Linked DNA regions of Mus musculus: region 1 is linked to region 2. The links are chromatin contacts, called in public Hi-C maps. All regions are on one chromosome and are shown on one strand. The core of a region is the stretch at or near the end of the contact, and the rest is flanking DNA. Distances in the headings are between cores, read along the strand shown. Region 1 overlaps Gse1 (genetic suppressor element 1, coiled-coil protein). Region 2 has its middle 63 kb from the start of Gm39264.

Evidence for each region. Hi-C and Micro-C count contacts between places; a contact is called where the count stands out from the background.
Region 1: a Hi-C map of the N1E-115 cell line shows a contact between it and region 2, with 2.2 times the contacts expected there. The contact joins two enhancer-like sites. A contact is called at or near these places in 5 of 15 datasets of contacts at CTCF or cohesin (embryonic stem cells, large pre-B cells and pro-B cells), 19 of 484 Hi-C or Micro-C datasets (B cells, the C10 cell line, the G1E-ER4 cell line and 6 more), 17 of 115 datasets of contacts at active chromatin or transcription factors (the 230-238 cell line, the HPC-7 cell line, acute myeloid leukemia and 12 more) and 3 of 9 other capture datasets (adipose tissue, liver and pancreatic islet).

Annotation. Positions count from the first base shown.
Region 1 is chr8:120,563,197-120,568,132 of GRCm38.p6, forward strand. Gse1 (genetic suppressor element 1, coiled-coil protein) reads left to right here. Exons shown (of 16, transcript NM_001145896.1): 4 at 3,172-3,344; 5 at 3,731-3,928; 6 at 4,567-4,758. Among named protein-coding and RNA genes, the nearest start is that of Gins2, 23 kb to the right of the region's middle. Within about 2 kb of position 2,150, at least 155 of the 459 cell types and tissues checked have an H3K27ac peak or open chromatin away from gene starts, as enhancers often do. A contact at or near this core is called in the G1E-ER4 cell line, the HPC-7 cell line, the N1E-115 cell line and 2 more, where this site is marked.
Region 2 is chr8:120,405,956-120,410,916 of GRCm38.p6, forward strand. It overlaps a transcript of Gse1 not described here. Among named protein-coding and RNA genes, the nearest start is that of Gm39264, 63 kb to the left of the region's middle. Within about 2 kb of position 2,011, at least 88 of the 459 cell types and tissues checked have an H3K27ac peak or open chromatin away from gene starts, as enhancers often do. A contact at or near this core is called in the G1E-ER4 cell line, the HPC-7 cell line, the N1E-115 cell line and 2 more, where this site is marked.

The DNA of each region.
Region 1 (4,936 bases), core at 900-3,399, 160 kb after region 2:
CTTCTTTAGGGGTCTACATACCCAGAGGCACCAGGTTGAGACAGACAACAACCATAGAGTGCCTTGGATCTTTGGCTAGACAATAGCTGTGACTGCTTTGGAGGAGTAGGGGCGGGACTGTAGGCTAACTCTGATGGTCCCTGATGCCAGCCAGCACCGGGGTCCTTGTGTCTGCAGTCTCTAGCTGGCCATAACCTAACTGCAGTGGAGGAGCCAGCCCCAGAGCTTCCCCTGTACTGCTGGGCCTCCCGGCGGCCTGGCAGCCTGGCGCCTAGAGGGGGCCTTGCTAATTAAGAACCGCTGTCAGCTGTGGCTTTCCCGGGATTCTCCAGCCCCATTCCCAGAGGGTTTGTACTGCTAGGAAGTACTAATTAAACCACAGAGATGGAGGGGGAGGGGAAGGAGAGCACCTCTCCCCGCTGGGGCAGGGCAGGATAGGCAAGAGTGTGAGTTTCATCTGCCCTTCAGGTCTGATTGGTGTCCCCAGTAAAGTGCTTGGAGCATCCATCAGGCTCCTGACTGAAGCGTGGGGGCCAGCCTTGGCCCATTCCTCCTGTGGCTGAAGTCACACTTAACCCTGGGAAACCTGTCTGAGCGATCCTGTCATCGAATCTCAGCTCAGAGCAGCCTAGACCCACCCTGTCCTGGCTTAAGAGAAGTCAGAGAAGTTGCCACCGCCAACCATCTCCTGTCTGTGGACTCCTGCCAGAGCGCAGCTTTGACCTCAGACAATGAGTCAGCTGATAAAAACCCCCATAGAGCTTCCCTTCCCTGGGTAACCAGCTTGCCTGGTGACTGGCTTTGCTCCTGAGAGAGAAGCTGGTGGGAGGGTCACTTCCTGTTCCTGCCTTGGGCCCCGGAGCTTCTGCTGACTGGAGCCCCTGGCCCAGGTCCAAGACACTTCATGTATTGTCCCCTTGGAGAACTAGGAGGTTCCAAGTGCCTCTGCCTCGTGACTCCTCTGCCCGGAGCCTGTCACTATCCTCAGAGGATCCTTACTGCCTCAGAAACATTTAGTAACCCGGAGAAGGGCTCTGATGGCTCTGCTCCAGCAGTTCACGCTGTGGTTAACAAGACCTGCTCGCCACCAGGGAGACCGCCACCGCCACCGCCACCGCCACCGCCAAGCACACACACAGTGGATGATGCTCAGAGCTCAGCAGAGAGTTTAATCCTTTCCAGGAGGGCGGGGGATGCGCTCTCCCTGTAGTGTGGCCATGAGTCACTAGGGGCCTCTGGAGGCAACATCCACTGGTTGGAAGTCAAGGGGGTGTGTGGCTCCAGGGTGACCAGGCAGTGGAAGCCGCGTGAGAGATGAATGAAGAACAGTCTGGAAACTAACGGGCTCATCCCACTTGACCAGCTGTGGAGACCTCACTCTAATCACTGGAGAATGAGAGTTCTCTCCTTCCCAGCCGCTGCCTTTCATGGATGCAGCTGTGTCTTGGAGCAGCTCTGCAGACATATCTTGTCTGCCACAGCTGCTGCCAGGAGGGTGCCCTGGGGCAGCCACCATGCCGGGGCTTTTTCTGTCCTTGTCACCCAGGCAGCACCCTGCCCCACAGATGGCCTGGTTAGCCAGGTTCTAGTCAGAGAGGCCACAGGCCTGAGGAGGGCAGCAGTGTGCAAACCCCCCTTCCCCCCACCCCCCCAATTGGCCTGATGACCATTTTTTCTTTTCTCTTTTTTTTCTCTTTTTTCATCTTTGGGGCTATTTTTTGTTTTTTGTTTTTTGGTTTTTGGTTTTTTTTTTTTTTGGAGACAGGATTTCTCTGTGTAGCCTGGCTGTCCTAGAACTCACTCTGTAGTGCTGGGATTAAAGGCATGTGCCACCACTGCCCAGCCTGATGGCCATTTTTCTAGTCTCCTTGTTTGTCCTGGTGTGAGTGGGATATGTGCCCCCACCCCACCCGCACCCTGCCATACACACCTATACGGTACTGTGTGAATGTTTCTCCTGAGGAGGGCAGGTCAGAGGTCATGAACCCATGAGGACCCCACAAGGGAACAGAGACAGCCTGCTGCTGCACCCAGGGAAGGAAACAGATGTTGCTGCTCATTAAAAATTCAATCAGCAGCCTGTCTCCCTCAATTAATCGTGGCTGGCTGTCTGTGGGGAGCAGGAGGGCTTGTGGTAGACTCTGTGAGAATGGAGGCGGGGAGGTACGGTGCTAAGCTGTCCTCACTCTGCACACACAGGGTTAAGTGGTGGTACAGCCACGACCCCTCCCCTCGGGGCTTACATATGCTCTGGTGATGCTAGCTGCTGACCCTGGGGATAACCACAAGGAGCCGGTAGAATGGCTGGCAGGCCTGTATCCAGAGACAATCAGTGTTACTATGCTGGCTACCATGAGCCTTTCAGTCACACCATGGGTTCAGCCATATCATCCAGAGGACCTCGTGTCCCTAGTGAGTGCCACTGTCTGCCTTGTGTTGGGCTTCTCCTGCAGTAGTGAGGGAAGGGCCTCAAAGTTGTACCAGGAGGCTCCTGGCCCTCAGTCTCCCCTCTGCTCCGTGGCTCCCTGACTTTGCCTCTCTGCCTTGCCCTGAGGATTCCTCCCTAGTCACAGGTGACAGGCATGCAGGGCTGTTGGGTCTGGTTTCTCCAGGCTGTGTGGTGCTGCTGTGACTGTTTATACAGAAAATCAGTCCGTGAGGCGGGGTCTCCCCAGCCCAGCCCAGCCCAGCCCAACTCAACTGCCGCCTCTCACTTCCTGCCTGAAGGGAGCCTCTCCTGGGGTCTCAAAGCCTAAATATGTGCAAGGGTCCCCCACGTAGGTCCATATCAGCTGCCAGCAGTGTCCACATAGCTACGGGCACTGCTGGAATCTAGGGAGCAGCTCTGTCCTGAGGTGCAGGTCCCCAGGGTGTGTGTGTGTCCTGACTCTATGACCACCCTGTTTTGCCTATAGGAGGTGGGAGTTCCTACCCTGCAGATGCCCTCACATGCCTCATCTTGGGATTCAGCAGTCTGGTGTCTAAGGCTTCCCTGACATTGTTGAGTTCCTTCTAGAGCTGAGCCAGACCCTGTAGACCTTGGTCCAGACCTGCTCATAGGAGGCTTTCTCCCTAAATACCCCTTTTATGCTTTCTTTGATTAAAAAAAAAAATTAGGGGGAGGATGTTTCTAGAATATGGCTCCCCAAAACCTAACTCTTCTTCCCGCAGGACTCTGGCTCACGAGGCAGCAGCAGTGGTCGGGAGCGCCTATTGGTGGAGCCACCTCTCGCCCAGGAAAAGGCTGCGGGCCCCGCCATCCCCTCCCACCTACTCAGCACCCCGTACCCCTTTGGCCTTTCCCCCGGCTCAGTTGTACAGGACTCCCGCTTCCAACCACTCAAGTAAGTGCCAGCCTGGGGTCAGGGAAGGCACAGGGGTGGCTCCAGACAGACCTGAGAGTTTGCACTGGCAGAGGTAGATAGAATGCCATTAGTCTCAGTGGCCTGATCTGCCCTGAGGTCCTTGGCCCCATCTGACCTTGTGGTCCAGCCTTTGTTGAGACAGACTTATCAGGTGTCCTAAACACATTTAAGCCCATCCTCTGGGTCTGGGGAACAGAGAGCCCCTCCAGCATCTCTATCCACTCGTGGGGACCTTGAGGGACAGGCAGCTTCCCATCTGTGCAGTCTGGGCTTCATGCCAGGCTGTACCTCACTGAGAGGCAGGACCTGAGCCTGGTGAGGGAGTGTGGCACATTACCTCTGCTCCCCACTTCCCCCTCCCACAGCCTCCAGCGGCCTGTGCACCATGTGGTGCCCCCCAGCACGGTGACTGAGGACTACTTGAGAAGCTTCCGGCCCTACCACACTGCTGAAGACTTACGCATGTCCTCCTTGCCTCCGCTTGGCCTGGACCCAGCCACCGCCGCAGCCTACTATCACCCCAGCTACCTGGCCCCACACCCATTCCCCCACCCGGCCTTCAGGTGAGGCGTCCCCACTCACGCTGCCCTGTGTGCTAATCTGTTCTCAGCAAGGCAGAACCTCTCGGGGCGGGCGTTTGCCAGGGCTTGGGGTCCAGGCACTCAAGGGAGCTATATAGCTTTCCCCAGCTCGACTGAGTTGAGTCTTGATGGATGGACTCAGTACCACCTGCTGATGCTCCTTGGTTCCCACTTCTCAGCATCTGCACCCCAGCAGCCAGTCCCCACTAACAGTGTGTGGTACCTAGACAGTGTGATGGAGACTCCGGAGTGAGAGTCAGGCCATGCCCTCCCTCTTCCTGTAGAAGCTCCTGGCCTCTTACCACAGCGGGTCACACCAGAGGTCTCTGCCTGCAGCCAGTCTGCCCTCCCGCTCGCTCACCCATGGTCCGGGAGGTCCTAGGCGCCCATGTGGTCTGTTCCTTGTGGCCCCAGACAGTGGACATGCTCTTTGCATGCAGTCTCTGCAGGGCTGAGCCTGAGTGAGCAGTGGCTCGCCCAGCCGAGAGGCGCCGGCTCACCTGCCTGGGTCCCGGCCTTTCTCCTGCAGTGCCAGGGATTCACCTGAGGGCTTCGCATCTGCTAGGCAAGCTTATCCTTTGTGGCTCCTGCACACACCAGTCCTGCCTCTCTGTCTACAGGATGGATGACTCCTATTGCCTGTCAGCCTTAAGGTCTCCGTTCTACCCCATCCCCACCCCTGGCTCCCTGCCTCCACTGCATCCGTCGGCGATGCACCTGCATCTCTCCGGCGTACGGTATCCTCCTGAGCTCTCCCACTCGTCCCTGGCGGCGCTACACTCGGAGCGGATGTCCAGCCTCAGTGCAGAGAGGTAAGCTGTGTTTTCAGCAGAGGTGGGGTGGAGGGGACTGTTGAGCGTTCCTGAGGTCCTCAGCGGGGCCTGGCTTGGTGGTGGCGGGATGCGGTTCTTTGTGTGTAGGTGGCAACTCTTGCATGTGGCTGCTCCACTTTGAGCTGGGGCGTGGACTTGCCCCCCCTGCACATCCCTT
Region 2 (4,961 bases), core at 761-3,260:
ATGGCTAACAAACAGTGGTGATGGGCTTCTTGTGGATGGTGGGGACATTAGGTGACTAGGTGGATACACAGTAGTGGCTGGCTAGGCAGGTAGACAGCTGTTGGGTGACTCAGTAGTATAAGGAAGGAGCGCTGTAACCCTTCGAGGGGAAGCACCCTCATGCTTGTTTCTCCGGTGCCAAAGGACTGAGCCTGGGTGTGACTGACTGTGGCCCAACCCCTGACCAGAGGAAGCTGAGGCCCATGGGTGGGAAGGACTTTGTACAGTCAGTCACAAGACTTACTGTGATAGGGTTGAGGACAGTGCTTCGTTCCGACAGCCTGTGAGGCTCCTAGAGAATGCCTGGGTCCCCTCTTCTCTGTCTCTATGGTCCAGGTGGTTCTTGGGCACTTAGACAGGCAAGGACAACTCCCTCCATGGCTCACTCTGCTCTTAACATGAATCCCTTGCAAATGTCCCACATTCTTAGAAAGTCTGTGACTCACTCGTAGGTTTGACTGGCAAGCCGCACAGATCTTCCATCGCCGTCTTCCCAGAGTTGGAAAAAAAGCTCACACCACCACACCTGGCTCTGGGGATTCCGCCCTGGTCGTTTTGCTTCTGTGGCAAAGCAGTTTATTCAGGGCTCGAGTCTCTCCTCAGCCCAATGGGAAGGGACTCTTGCCCACATTTATAGACAAGGACACCAAGGACCAGGGAGTTGAATATCTCTAACAACTCCATAGCTCCAGGCAGTTCCAGCCTCTCTATGTTCCCCTGTCTGAACTCCTAGAAAGAGCCACCAGTCACATGAGCCCCTGAGGTATCGCAAGTGCTCACAATAGAAATGTTGGCGTTTTGATGGTTTCAATGGACTTACCATAAGGCCTTTCATTTCATTTCTTGTAGGTTAGGCAAAGTCCCATCAGGGAGGGCAGCAGGCTGCAGATTGGCCTGCAGATTAGCTACTCTGCTTCCCCTATACAGATCCAAAGATGGCGCCTTTCGTTGCCGGCTGCCACCCTGTCTCTGGGATTCTGAACCTGTCACAGCTGTAGAACTGTGTGTTCTCTTTCATCTGGCATCTGATGTCATGGGAGGGACGGAGCCTGTGGGCTCATGGGAGTCACCTGGGAGGGAGAAGACTATGTGGGATGCCCTGGTACCTCACAGTCCTCCCAAGTGATGCACAGACCTCTCTCCTCTCTGCGGTGGGCCAGGCCAGCTCAGACCCACATGTGTCCTGGTCTCTTAGAACTGGCTGCACACATGTGGCCAGTGTCCCCACACAGGAATCCAGGCAGAGGGATTCCTATGTTGGAGTGGATGACAGAGGGTGCCTCCACTCCCCTGGGCCCTATCTGTCCTGCCTGTGAGGACGGGTGCTGGGTGCTGTAGCTACAATGTCCCCTGTGGAGGCTCTGCTGGGCAGCTTCCTGTGAAAACTCTCTATCTCCAGAAGCCTTTCAGAAATTGGGACTAAGGTGGCTGGGGCCTCCCTCAGTCCAGGGTTAATAGAGTCTGTTCAGATCTACCCTTAATGCTATCTACAAACTGCCCAGAGATCTCAAGACCTGAGCCTCAGGTCACACAGCAGCCACTGGCTCAGCCCTATGCTAACCCTAAATTCCGGCTCCCGTGTGCAAGCCTGTCGTTCGTCCATCCACACCCTCGTATGAATTTGTCAACCTGCTGTCTGAGGCATGTTGCTTGGGTACCGCCTCAAGGAAGCAGAATTTGGTACCCCCATGGGACAAAGATGAATCTCTGGGGTAGGATGTGCCCTCCCAGTGCCCCCTGGAGGCCTGGCCAGATTCACACAGCCCAAACTTCAAACCCCAGAGAGAGACCGAGAAAGTTCCCCCACTTGTGACGGGCAGGCCGCCGGGAGGTGCTAACCATCAACACCTGTGAGGCTTCAGTGCTGCTAGGCTGTGCTGTGACTGCAGAGGGAGCCACAGGCCCGGCCCAGCCAGGACTAGCCCCATCCACCTCGGTGGGCTCCTGGCAGCGGGGTGGGCTGGAGACATCTGGTGTGAGTGAGTGGGACAGGAGGGGGTCAGGCCACTGAGTGGCCCTCCCCTCCTTATTCACCCCTTCCCTGTGACTTTTGGCCTTGAACAGATGGCAGAGGTGGGCGGGGCATAGCTTCTCTCACAAGCTACCACACCCATGAAATTCCCCATTAAGGGAAGGGAGGGGGAGGCACGAACTAAGAAGTGGCCTGTTCAAGGGGCCTGTCCACACAGCCTCTTCCTACCATCTGACCACCTCATTAGAGGCCCTTGAGGGGACTCCTGGGGTCACAAGACCCTCTGTGCCCCTCCTCTAAACAGCCCCCATTCCCCGGAGGAAGTGGGGGCCTTTCATATGTAAACAGAGAGCTGACCTCAAGGAAATCACTCTCCCTTCCTTGATCTCATGTCTAGAAAGCCCGAAGAGGCCAAATGCCAGGTCCCCTGCTGTCCCCAGGAAGCCATATGATGCCTGGGAGGGAAATGGTAGCAGGGAGAGCGGAAACCAGCTCCCACACCACCCGCACTTGTGAGGGATCAGAGCCCAGGAAGAAGCAGCCCACGGATGCCCAGATGCCCATCAGTCATTACTTGGGCCCTGTCCCTTGCCCTGCCTGGGCTTGTGCCTCCGGTACAGAATGCAGACATACATACATCCATTTCTCACGTTGTTTCCTTCCAGGCCTAGGGCTAGCCAGCAGGGGGTGTGCGGAGACTCAGCTCCCCTTTGACCCTTTAGCTGTTAACATCTTTGTACAAGAAAGAGCCTGGAACTTTCTGGGGGTTCTGTGGCTAGAAAGTTCTCAGCACAGGGCGTACATTATAAAGAGCCATCAGAAGCTCAGGCCTTGGCCACCATATTCCTGCCTGTTCTCTTGCCTCCCTGTGGTTCCTGCCCCTCCCCCTCCCCTGTGGCTGGAATAGACAGCACACCTGACAGTCAGAGCTTCTGCCACCCCCAGGGTCCTGCAGCTTTGTTCCTGTTCTTTTGGGTCTCATCCTCCAGAGATGTAGAAAGGAAATAGGATGCCCTGGCAGGAGCTCCTGCTGATGCCTGGGACCCTCCCTTCTTGGCACCTCCCTTAATGCATGTGATGTCTGTGAGTCGGAGGCCTGTGGGCCTCTCCCAGGCCACAGAGCGGCCTGGAATGTGAGTGCGATCGGGAAACTGAGGCCCAGTTTCTGTTGATACCCCTTACCAAGGCTCTGCAGTTAGGCAGTGAGAGACCAGAATTTAGTGCGTGCAGTTGGTCTGGGAGGGAGCCCTGTGCCCTGCTCACTCGGTCTCAGCAGTTTATCTATTGAATAACTACACAAGTGATTGACAGCTGCCTCAAGAGTCCCCAGGGAACCTGGAATGGCCAGTGAGGAAGTACAGACCCTGTGCTTCTCAGAGCCACTGTATGACCTGCTTGAGAGACAAGCGGTTGACCTGCAGCAGTGATCTGCTGGGGACAAAGTTGTCTCCCCCTCCAGATCCCTGAAGGTCCGGAGACACATGGGAACTCACCCCTCTGCCCTCCGCCCTCTGCCCTCTGCCCTCTTGAGCCCTGAGCCAGGGCTGTTGGGGGTCACTCGACAGCCACTCTGTCTGCACGCCCTGGGGACTTGCCCTGTTTGCTCTCCTGCCTCAGCCAACTGACCTGGACAGAGATTAATGTGGCCGGGGCAAAAGGCCACTTGTGGTGGAGCTGGGGCCAGGGGGTCAGGGCAGCCTTGAGGCACCAGGGCTGGGAGTGGTGCCCTGCCATGCCCCAGGTGGCCCGGAGGCCAGGGTGGGCCACAGGGAGGGCCGGTAGGGAAATGGTCCACTCCACCATCTGGTCCTCTCTGCAGGGAGGTCTCCACCCCCCAGCCCCCCAAACAACGGCTCAAATGGCCAAGCGGCAAGGGAGACAGATGGTGTCTGCTTGCAGAGTAGAGGGTGTACTTTGTTCAGAGACATGACAGGCAGAAGAACACACAGGCACATATGTACACGCTCACACACATGAGGTTGTGGAGGAGGGTGGGTGTCTGGAGAGCCTTTGGTCCACACTGTCTAACACACATAACACATACATGTATAACATGGTTTGCATAGGCACAGGCACATGCACAGGGAGCATACGCACGCACGAGTGGGCAGCGTGCACATGTATGCGCATAGGTTCAGACTATCATGTACGCAGCAGGTGACTCAACCCAGAAATGCAGTGGCTATAGTCCCATGACTGTAGACACGTGTGCACGGTGACATACCTACACACGCTATCCTTGCCCTTCAGAGCGCTGCCACCCCCACTGAAGAATAACTCCACCTGTTCCCCATGCACACTCCTGACAGCCATCCTGTACCTGTCCTGGCATGTGACAAGCCCCGGCTGCTGTCACTTGACATTTGTCTTCCAACCAGAGCTCCCACTGGTACACTGTGGGGTCTCCGTCTCACCTTGTCCCTCCCAGTTCTGGATTGAGAACCTTATTTGTCCAGTGAGGGAGAGGTAGGCAGTCACAGCTTACGCAGGCTTACCAGGAGCCACAAGGGACCCCCTGGTCACTGCCCAGCTCTCCTGCCTACCCAGCAGGGTTCTCTAGTCTATGTCTAGCTGTCTGGGGGAAGCATCCCCTTGGCTTCCAGAAGACTCATGCGTGTCTGTCAGAGCTAGAGGTGGGCTAGCAATAGAAACCCAAGTCCCTTTGTGACAGCCACAGGACCCTTACTGGCCGTCATGTACTCTAAGAGGGCCCTGGGTTGATATTACCAAGAACATGCTATAACTCCTTGGCTGCAGGGGTCAAAGGTCTCTGGTGTGGCTTTTTTCCCCCCTATATCACATCAGGCCTGTAAGCTCCCTGGCATGTTAAATAAGCAATCAGGAAATGGCCATGAGGCCTATCAAGGCCCTGAGTAGGGGACAGAGAAGTGGGGCACAGGCAGTCGATGGAGCATCTATTAGGGCGCAGCTCCCGGCTCTCCTTAAAGCA